Linked DNA regions of Zea mays: region 2 is linked to region 1. The links are chromatin contacts, called in public Hi-C maps. All regions are on one chromosome and are shown on one strand. The core of a region is the stretch at or near the end of the contact, and the rest is flanking DNA. Distances in the headings are between cores, read along the strand shown. Region 1 holds the start of LOC100279372 (putative SERRATE-related C2H2 zinc-finger family protein). Region 2 holds the start of LOC100501277.

Evidence for each region. Hi-C and Micro-C count contacts between places; a contact is called where the count stands out from the background.
Region 2: a Hi-C map of bundle sheath shows a contact between it and region 1, with 2.7 times the contacts expected there. The contact joins the promoter of LOC100501277 here to the promoter of LOC100279372 in region 1. A contact is called at or near these places in 3 of 25 Hi-C or Micro-C datasets (bundle sheath, ear and tassel).

What each region holds. Positions count from the first base shown.
Region 1 is chr5:57,614,754-57,620,480 of Zm-B73-REFERENCE-NAM-5.0, reverse strand. LOC100279372 (putative SERRATE-related C2H2 zinc-finger family protein) reads left to right here and starts at 2,428. Exons shown (of 12, transcript NM_001152388.1): 1 at 2,428-2,915; 2 at 3,006-3,091; 3 at 3,773-3,827. The coding sequence starts at 2,437.
Region 2 is chr5:58,054,889-58,060,615 of Zm-B73-REFERENCE-NAM-5.0, reverse strand. LOC100501277 reads right to left here and starts at 2,403. Exons shown (of 3, transcript NM_001366923.2): 1 at 647-2,403. The coding sequence starts at 1,741.

The sequences.
Region 1 (5,727 bases), core at 1,179-3,678:
CTATATCAACCTTCGTATTGTTTGGGCTTCTCCTACTATGATATCGACTCGAGTCCGAAGATACCTGTTCACACATTATACTCCAGAAACACTGTTAAATCTTGTTTTTGAGGACCTTCGGAAGCCGAAGGCCCCCAACACTCCCTTCTTTGGCGGAAGTCGTTGTCGGCCCGAATGTATTCATCAATCTTCTGAAGCAGCTTCTCCAGAGTTTGTGGGGGCTTCCTGGCGAAGTACTGAGCCGTGGGTCCTGGCCGAAGACGCTTAATCATGGCCTTAATGACAATTTCATTGGGCACTGTGGGTGCTTGTGCCCTTAGTCGCAAGAACCTTCGGACATACGCCTGGAGGTATTCCTCATGATCTTGCGTGCACTGGAACAAGGCCTGAGCTATGACTGGCTTCGTCTGAAAGCCTTGGAAACTGGTCACCAGCATGTCCTTGAGCTTCTGCCACGACGTGATTGTCCCTGGCTGAAGGGAATAATACCATGTCTGGGCCACATTCCGGACTGCCATGACGAAGGACTTAGCCATGACAGCTGCATTACCTCTGTATGAGGATATTGTTGCCTCATAGCTCATCAGAAATTGTTTTGGGTCTGAGTGCCCATCGTACATTGGTAGCTGAGATGGCTTGTAAGATTGTGGCCATAGAATAGCCTGCAGTTCTGCTGTCAAGGGAGAAGCATCATCAAAAGTAAAGGTATCATGATTAAAATCATCATACCATCTATCTTCGTTGAATAAGCCTTCCTGACGAAGCTCCCTGTGTTGGGGCCTTCGATCTTGTTCATCTTGAGCAAGATGACACACTTCTTCAGTAGCTTCGTCAATCTTCCTTTGAAGATCGGCCAGCCGAGCCATCTTCTCCTTCTTCCTTTGCACTTGTTGATGAATGATTTCCATATCCCTGATCTCTTGGTCCAACTCCTCCTCCTGGAGTGTTGGACTGGTGGCCTTCCTCTTCTAGCTTCGAGCCTATCGGAGAGAAAGAGTTTCCTGGTTTGGGTCCAGAGGCTGCAGCGCAGCAGCCCCTGACGCTGAAGCTTTCTTCGGCGGCATGACGAAGGTCAGGGCTTGCCGAAGGTGGTCGAATGAGTTCACCAGAGGTGGGCGCCAATGTTGGGGACTTGTTCTCAAATACTATGAATTAAGAACAAGACAACATAGAATGTTAAATGTTAATGCCCTTCGTCCTTCGAAGCATTATCTCCCTTAGGATATAATGATCTTCAGACGAAGGTCATGAAGGACATACCTTCATCATCGTAGTATATGTTAACAAGAGAAGAAGTGTATGAGATATAAGAGACAACATGAACGATCATATAACATTATCACTTCATCCTCATTATATTAACATGGAAAAATAAAGACAATATTGAGTTACATATGTACCTTCGACTTGACATAAGGTAAAAAGTACAAGCGTGACGCACAAGCGAGTACCAGTCAGCATGAACAGTACAGGGGTACTGTTCATCTATTTATAGGCACATGACGCAGCCTGTGTAAATTTACATCATGCCTTTTATATTTACTATTGACTTATGGATAAACCAACAGGACTGAATAACCTTTTCCCCTTTAGGTCGGTTCATCTTTCCGCCATTTAGTCGAAGTTTCTTTACATGTAGCTTCGGAGCAGCATCATCCTTCGTCTCAATCATGCTTTTCACATAGCGTATGATTTTAATCCGAGTCCGAAGGTACCTGTTCATATGTCACACTTGGAAAACATTGTTAAATCATGTTTTTGAGAACCTTCGGAAGACGAAGGCTCCCAACAGATGACAACACAATTCCACGCAGCGAATTGGATGTCACCAAATTTCAATTCAATTGTTTGGATGCCACCGAATTGGAGTTTAGAATTGTGTGGTCCAATTCCACTCAATACATAGGGGTGATGCTCTGTATTTGAAAAGACAAGAATTGAGTATCTGATTCCAAATCTTATTTTCATGTGCAAACAAACAACATAGGCCATGTTTGGTTTCATTTAGTCTTAGGACTAAACTTTAGTCTTAGGACTAAACTTTAGTCCCTACTTGTTTGGTTTTAGGGACTAAATAGGTTCTAAAGTCATTAAATACATTGTCCAAAGACTTAAATGCTCTTGGAATACACTCACGTGGGCTTTTAGTCTCCTTTAGCACCTATGTGAAGGACTAAAGACTAAATCATTTTAGTCCATATTTTAGTCCTAGTGTTTGGCAAAAAAAAGGACTAAATGAGACTAAAAACTAGAGACTAATCTTTAGTCCCTCTAACCAAACACCCCCATAATCTTGGAAAGTTGATTCCAATTCATAATTCTGTGGTCTAATATATACATCCAACGGTATTAGGGAAGTTGTCCTAAAATCGTGATTGTTCTTAAACTGTACACGTATACATCGGTCAATCTCTGCCGTTCCTAACACCAGATTTCATGATGCTTCCGTCATCTACTATCTCGTGTATCAGTCCCCGCCGGCTTCCGTCCCCAATTACTCGCTCAAACCCTAGCCCCACCGCGCGAATGGCCGATGTGCTTGACCCGGCCTCCGACGCGCCGCGCGCGCGCCGTCCGCCGCCACCTCCCCCGGATAGCCCGGAGGACCGCTCGCCGCAGCTGCCCCCGCCTCCACCCGGGGGCCCCCCGGCGGCGAGCCGGAAGCGGAGTCGCTCTCCGCCGCCGCCGCCGCCGCCTCCGCTGGGTTCGTCCCGGCCCCAAAGGTATCGGGACCACCGCAGCGGCGGAGGGCGGGGCGGGAGCAGCCCCAGCCCGCCGCCGTACCGGGGCAGCCGCCGCCACTCGCCGTCCAGGAGATCCCCGTCGCCGCCATTCAAGCGGTCGCGGAGGGACGACGGGTACGACCGCCGCGGGGGCCGCGGGAGCCCGCCGCGTTACGGGTACGATGATAGGAGGTGAGGGGCTTTGGCTCAATCGTCCGTCGGGGTTTCTGTGCACGGAAAGTTTTTGCAGGTGGTATGTGTGCTTACCGTGTGGTTGTTCAGGCGAGGTTATGACCATGAGCGAGGTGGCGGCAGAGGTGGGTATGAAGATGACAGGAACCAGGGCAGATATCTGAACCGTGCTCCAGGTGAGGACTCTTCTCATGCAAAGTTCAGTTGTAGGAATATATTAATAATCTTGGTAATAGAAGATCTAAAGTAACAAATGTGAATATAAATTTAAAATTGAAAAAGATGGAGATCTTCGTGTACTAGTTGTTACTCCCTAGTCTCTCCAGCATTCTTGTGTTTTTCCTGAAGTCTGGTAAAGACATGTGGTTATTCCAAGATGTCGGTGCACAGGAGTCCAAGCAACTAGCACTGGTGATTTAACACACATACCAGTTTTGAAGCAAGCGTTACATGTGGCCTTGAGTCCTTGACGGATAGGAAGGCGCCAGCTAGCTGTATATTACTTTTTGTGAAGCATCACTGGAACCGCATGCATAGTATGGAACCAAATCCAATTAATACGGGCACCTTGGCATGGCATCAAAGGGCTGGATTAATTTCCTCTTTGGTATGTGCAATCCATCTATTCGTGCATTAGAAAACGGACCAGAGGGAGTAGTTCGTTTGTTCTTGCTGTGACCTTACAGTACAATGTTGATCACATGAACCTTCTCAACTTAAGTAGCTATATGTTCTCTGCTTCTATATAAAATGGCTGTTCTTTAGTTTTATGTCTGGCGACAAATAACTTGTGACGAATGACTTGTTATTTGTTTATGATTTATGACAATCACTTGACATGCAACTTCTGTACCCAGATTGGCCTGATTCGGGGTACGGAGCGGCCAATGATGGTCCAGGGGTCACCCAAAGGTACTGATGATGTAACTAATGACAGATTTTTTTTGTTTGCTTTTTTGAATCTTCGTTATGAGCCACTTCAAAATTTTGTCTTGCGGGGTATTGGTTGCTATCACTGTATATAAGAGTCATCAGAACTCATCACTGCTTGTGGAGAATTCAAATCAAGCTCATATTGTCAAGTGCTCTATGCATTGTTAACGGGTAGAGAATCTTCTCAGAAAATTCCCCATATTTGATGTTCGGAAGCAAAAGATGTGGATGATTTATCAGGCCAAAGTTTCTGTCTACCACAACCTAATTACTCTTGTTACCCACCACCAGCAAGCCTTCTGCTCTCTTTACAGTTTGTGCTGCTACAACAAATAGCTTCCTCCAGTATACCACTAGTATATGTATATATTGAGATGCAGCTATATACTCGAAAGCAGAATCCATATATGTTTCGGATGCAGTCAAATGGAGAATCTGATGAGAACATTCTCTATCCGTTAACAATCAATTGGCAGAGGCTTCGTTTGGAACTCACAAGCGCTCTTTTCTTCACAATGTAATATGAGACCATTCACAGTTTTTTCCCAGCATATCACATTATGCATACATTTATACTGGCAATTCCTTAAATTAACAATTCATAACACTTAAGAAATTTATACTTCTGAACAATATTGGTTCCTGGTTTCTGTATTACTGCAATGAAGCTCCTACTCATTGATGACCCTGCCAAGGTTTTCAACTCGATAAGTCGAGTCAAGCTGTCAAGGTACCGACTTGGTGACTAGTCGGTAAGTCAGTCGACTAGTCGCCGACTTGCCAATATAGTGGCTGTTTTGCCTATATAATGGCTTCATATAGACAATATAGCATTTATATATGAAGAAAGGGCATGTTTTACCTCATTTGAAGCCTGAAATTGAATGAAACTGAAATAAACAGCAAGGCTTACCTCATTTGAAGCCTCAAACTGAACCAAATCAGCCACATAAGTGATTAGTCATAAACTCATAAGTCATAACAGCCATATATAGACATATAGTTAATAGTTCAAATTGGAAATCAAATAGAATCTTCCATCTCCCTAGAGCTTGTTGTGAGGGCGGGGGAGGGGAGCAGGACTCACCAGTGCAGATGAGGGGCGGCGTGCAGAGGAGGGGTGGCGGCCAGAGGAGGGGCGGCATGCAGAGGAGGGGTTGCAGGCGGCCAGAGGTGGGCGGCGTGTAGAGGAGGGGCTGGAGGCGGCCAGAGATGTTGGAGGTAGGGTTTATGTTGTATAATGGGCCTTTGGGCTGCTTGGGCCGAACTGGGACACAAGTCGGCCGACTTGCCAGACCAAGTCGACGACTAGTCGACTGAGAATTTCCAGTCGTTTCCAAGTCGCCCGACTTGCCAGAAAAGTCGAGCCGACCTCACCAGTCGAGATCCCAGGGCCGACCCGACGACTAGTCGCCGACTTGAAAACAGGGGACCCCGCTTTAGAGGAGGGACATGCATGATTCTTATTCCTAATATAGCATGGGTCATTACAGGTCATTTTCTCTTAAAAATGAACTGCCTGATAATTTTGCATGCTGTTGAGAGTTGATTTATACTTTCTCTGTCCTTATTTAATATTTTGTATGTTCATGCTTGTGCTAACTTAAAGGAAAAGCACAGATCACTGCCCCCGATTAAATTTGTTTTATCCTGCCACCTATGCAATTTCATTTTTTCCCTCCTATTTCACCCATCTTTAATTTTAGCGACCAATGAATCATATGCAAAATGAGATGATGCCCCATTTTACTCACCTCTTTGAAATTCTTTAACATCATATGAGAAAAGGGGAGGCTTGGCGCAGTGGTAAAGCTGCTGCCTTGTGATCAGGAGGTCGCGGGTATGAATCATGGAAACAGCCTCTTGCAAATGCAGGGAA
Region 2 (5,727 bases), core at 1,154-3,653, 440 kb before region 1:
CCTTTTCCTGATCGTTGTTGCTTTTAATAATCCTTTATTCGGTTTCTGTTTCTGGCGATCAGCTTCAGAATCCAGAAATACGCAAATAAGCATTTACTTCACAATTTCAGTTTAAGGCACAGGCCTCCAATGTAGGACCTGTGAATTACAATGGTTTGAAGTTTTTTTTGTCCAAAGCAATTAGGACCAAACTAAGATATTTCCTTTTACTTCAATTGAATTCAAAAATTGCAGATACAGCATAATGAGGGCTAAGTTTGTTATAATGATTCAACTCGAAGAAAACAACCATTTGGAATTTCCTTCTGCCTGGCCCATTGAGCCAGTAAAGTCAAGTACTGGTGGGCATACTGTACTATTTCATATTAGCAAATTTCAGACACAGATTTTCTTCTGGGAGAAATCTGCCATTGACAAGAAATGCGAAGGGACTGAAACAAAGTAATGCATGCCAAGATTTTCTGATCACTGCTGATATAAAACAACAGACGATCTGTACTTTTACTGAAGTGAAACAGATTCTACTTACCAGACGATATGAACTAATGGCAGGTATAACTCAGGGTTCTAAGAGCTCTAGCCATCTTTAATTTTTAACTGGAAATGTAAGATCTTTTATATCTTTAGATAAGCTGGAAATACTTACTACCACATGAGCAGGGGACAATGGCAAGTCAGGCCCATTGCCATCAGCAAACGCAGAGCCTCTGCCACACCACGCCTTGAGCACCCCGTCAGTATTCAAGCTAAGCCCCAATCCTGTCTCTGGCAGTGCCAAAGCTCCATCGTCATCGCCATTGGCAGGCTCAGGACTCCCCTCCTCGTATATTGTCCCCAGTGACTTCTTCTTAGTCTTCTTCTTGTCTGTCACCTTGGCCATTGCCACTGAAGGCGGTGGTGCCGGGGTAATGTCTTTCACAGGTATGGCAGGGCACATCCACCATTCAGGATCGACACTATGCCGCTTCAGCGCTTGATTGATGATGATATTCTGATCCTGCCGGAAGCTGAGCCCGAGCACCATAAGGTTCCTGAGGTAGGGGTGCATCTTGGATCCGGGCATGTTGGAGTCAACGCTTGAGCCTGATACGGACGCCCCGTTGTTTTCCATAGAGAGCTTACCCATGATGCCATCGATGCCCTCGGCCGCGCTCTGGTCGACGCCGCACAGAATAGAATCGGCGTCGAAACCGTCGTCATCGTCGAAGCCAAGATCCCTGCGCTCGTCAGGCGCCGCCGCAGCGTCGTCAGGGGTCGCAGGAGACGGCGCCGGGTCGCGGAACTCGCTGAAGACGCTGCTGACGGCAGCGGGCGACGGGCAGCTTTCGGCGGCGGGGATCCGCGGCGTCAGGTCGCGGAGGAGGAAGGCGGCGTGGCCGCCGGGGACTGGGAACGGCGGGAGGAGGTCGGAGCAGGACGAGTCGTCGGCGAGCGCGGAGGCGAGGCCGAGGAGGCGGCGCGGCGCGGCGCCGCCCCTGGCGACGGGGAAGACGGAGGGGTACATGGACGCGAGCAGTGCCGCCGCCTCGTTGTACGTCTGGCTGGACCGCTTCCGCGGCGTGCGCGGGCGCTTGAGCGACAGCGACGCCACCGATGACGAGGTGGCCGACGAGGAGACTGCGGACGCGCTGGACGCCTCCGAGAGCGTGGAGGACGCCGCGGAGTGCGCCGGCGGCGCGGCCTTGACCATCTCCAGGTCCGGCAGCCGGATGCCGCCGGCCGGGATGCACGACGACGCCATGGCGGCTCTGCCGATCGGTCAGTCAGCGGATCCAGCAACGGGAGGAAACGGACACCTCACCCAGAGATCGCGACTTCCCTTCTAGAACTCATGAGGATTCTTGTTTTCCAGCTGGGCGGATGAGCTCACGGATGGAAGCGCAAGCGGGGTGGGGAAAACCAGCTGGTTGGCGTCCTAAACCCAACCGGAACAACCAGCGCAAAACCCCCCGCCCCCCACCAGAAAACCAGCGGAAAAGGAAGAAAATAAATGGGGCCAAAGCGAGGGGAGGGGACCGCGTGGAACCGGAGGAATTTCTTGTTCACGACGCCACCACCAGCTTCTGCTGCTGCTGCTGCATCTGCACGGCCGGCGGCCTCGCGGAAGGAGCCAAAGTGCCGTACCGCCGACAAAATAAAAAAAATGCAATCTCGGGAAAAAGGCGATCGCCGAGAAAGAAAAAGAGACGAATAATCAAAGCGGCCGGCCCGAGCAGGAAGCCAGGAACAGCGGGTGTGGCTTGTCGCTAATCAAGGCGGCGGCCGCGTCAGCAGCACCAGCGAGCTGCGAGCACCGCACCAAACTTGGAAAGTAAACGAGCTTGGGCTCAGGAGGTGCTCGTGGCAGTTTCGGCAAGGAGTGGAGGAAGGAGAGGAGGGCAGGCAGAGAGAGGCAGCGTGGACGGGCGGACAGCGGAGGCGTGGTTCGACTTGGTTGGAGTGAAGTGAACCGAGCATCGGGCGGAGGAAGCAGAGAGCCGTCTCCGACTCGATCAGGGACCGGGAGGGAGCAAGCAAGCGAGACCTAGCGCTTGGATTCGCCCAAGATGACGAATGAGGTTTTAGCGAAGGGAGGGAGGAGGACCCACGTTTGGCCTTTTTCTTTTTCTTTTTTGGCGGAGGTGGAGCGAACAAGAACAGGAGGTGCGGCGGCCGGCGGGCCAGCCGGCGCCCAGAGGAAGAGACGACGAGGTGATGTCACTGTCCCATTTCCCCACCCGCAACGCACTCGTCACCATTCCGGTGGGCCCCGCACAAACCCTCCCTCCCTACCAGCTCCCGGAGTTCCCCGTCCCATCGCTTTGCTTCGCATTTCCTCTCACCTGTGCCGCTGTGCGGTGTGGTGATCGGGAGCTCTCGCCTTTGGCACGTTGCGAGCTATGGCTGCTCCGAGGTACACGTGTGAGTGCGTGAGCAGAGCTCGATCCAGCTAGAACTACTCCTAGCGCGCGTCAGGCGTGACCGCCGCGCCCCCCCCCCCCCCCCCCCCCCTACTGGTCCAACTCACGTGTGACCCGCGCAGAGACCAGGGGAGGACGAAAAGAAGAGGTCGAGGCCCGAGAGAGACTTCTGACAGTGCCCCTCGCCCCTCGTTAGTAGCTACCGTCGTGCTGCTGGTGCCTGGTAGAGTGGTCGTCTGCTACTGTCACGGGCGCACTACACACCATCACCTGCTGCGTGTGCTCGTCTCCGACTAGAGATGGCAACATGTAAAAATCCGCTCGGTATTACTTGCACAAATCCATACCCGTGAAGAAAAAATATGCCCGCTAAAAAATTCATACCTATGACGGATATAAAATTTTGCCCAAACTCATACCCATGCGGGTTTTGGGTACCTAACGGATTTCCCATACCCACTAACATCAACATAAAAAATAATTTATCATGTAAATAACAATCAATACATTAATAAGCTAGGATAAAAGGAACAAGTGATAACTAATTTTAGCTTAATATTTGTTACATTAAGTTTATTTCAATTAGAACATATTCAATTAATAATATTATGAGACATATTTATAAGGAATGATGATTTTAAGGCGGGTTTTAAAAACCCATGGGTTTGCGGGTATGAGTAGTGGAAGAACAAACTCATGCCCACGTACCAGTTGGGTTTTCATTTGAACCCATTAACAAATCTATGGGTACAGAAATTAACCCAAACTTATACCCTAATAGAGTAAAAACTCACCAGGTTTCGGGTAGCGGGTACCCATTGCCATCTCTATCTCCGACTCCACTCCAGGCTCCAGTCCACGGGAAGGACAAGGCAAAGATGGAGTGGTGAATCTTCCTACAACGCAAACCAACCAAAAAAGAAACAAAAAGATTGAATAGAAATCGTGGTGTGGTGGATTTTGTGACGGCGATTTATTACTAACTACTCTCGTGACAGGCCGTCTGGTCTTGGGCCCGGTTGTACTTCCCTTCCTTGCTGCTGCTACAGCTAGCTGCCGTGGAAAGCCCATCCGGAGGCTCATCACGGCATCGACCAGGCCCAAACTAGCCCCACTCCGTAGTCCCGTAGCCGCCACAGGCCACAGCTCCCCGTGCCGTGCCGTCCTAGGGCGGCTCAATAATTTTAATTTTGTCACAAGCTAAAGTAGCATTTTAGTTAGGTTTGTTAATAAACCAACTCAATTTAAATTTAGGCCAGCCTATTAACTCGAACGAGCTAGCATTTGTCAACAAAACAAAGTATTCACTTGTTTTATATTAACTTTCAAAAAAAAAGTCGTTGTGGCTTTCGTGGCGACGATTTCCTCCCTCGTAGTGGGCCATCCGATCCTGGGCCCGGTTGCACTCCCCATTCCTGCTCTTGCTGCCACGGAAAGTCCATCTGCATGCCCATAACGGCATCGACCAAGCCCGAACTACCTCCACGGCCCCACTCGGTAGCCCCGCAGCCGCCGCTGGCGAGGCGACAAAGAGCTTATTTGGACAGTTTTTTAAGAGTTCCTGATAATCTAATTTTTTTATAATCTAGCTATCACGGAAATTTGGACATCATAAGATTTATGTGCGAAGAAAGATAAAGTTGTATGTACAATTTTGGGTTTAGAAAGTGACATATTCCTATCACGACAACTCGGCGGATTTTGAATTCACGTTGATTTGTGTGGGTTTCATAGAAACAATTCTCACATGTTGTCTCTGTTAGCTTACCCCTCCTATCTCACATCTTATCTCTTATTTTAAATTTCACTCTTTGAACAATGTAGTCCAGAGCGCAAAACACTGTTTTGCACGACCATGTGCATGATCTGCTGGAAAGCGGCAAAACTTTTGTTACAAGAAGCCAATTCTAACATCTAAAAGCCAAAACAAACAGATCTAACTTGCTCCTCTCTACATGTATGGCAATAGGATGGTGGAGCTAATAGTATCACATTGCTAGTTTAAGTGGAGCGAGACTAATTTATATATGGAGGTCTTTCTCTCCCGCAAAGTCATGGATGAGGCGAGAGTGGACGAAGTACCACACTCGCACGCTCGTCTGGCCTAGGTGGGGCGAAGGGCGCGGGCGCGCTACGTGCACGCGAATGGTTAGCTAAAATCTGGTCCCTCACCTTGTTGGGCATGACTTTTTTCTATTTTTCTATTTTTTACTTGCTTGACTGTTAAGTTTAGAGTCCTTATCTGATCATGGTCACATCATGACATGAGTCCTTAAGATTAGAGTCCTTATCGACCAGATTGTGATATGAGTCCTTAAGTTAGAGTTCTTATCTGATCACAACCAAATTGTGACGTGGGTCCTTAAGTTTAGAGTTCTTATCAACCATATCGGAACATGAGTCCTTAAGTTTAGAGTCCTTATCTGATCACGATCATATGGTGACATAAGTCCTTATTGTATCACGAACAGATCGTGACGCGAGTTATTATTGGTTCGTGAGGCATGGAGGCGACTCTATATATTGCACCTAACAACTGTTATTAAAGGTATCCAATACACGAGTTAGGTTTTGCCTCTGCTTACTGTTGCGCCGCTGTTGTAGTCTTCTTCATCCTAAGCACCGACGTACATCTATAATCGGTAGAGTGGGTCTTCGGAACAGCTCTCTGTGTCGTGCCGCCACAACTCTCTTTGTCGTGCCACAAGTATTCTTGGCTCGTTAGTTCGCTCAGCTCGTGGTTAGCTCGGATCATTTTAATTTTGTCCAAGCTAAAGAAGCATCTCAACTCGGTTTGTTAAGGCTCCGTTTTGTTTGAGGAACTAAA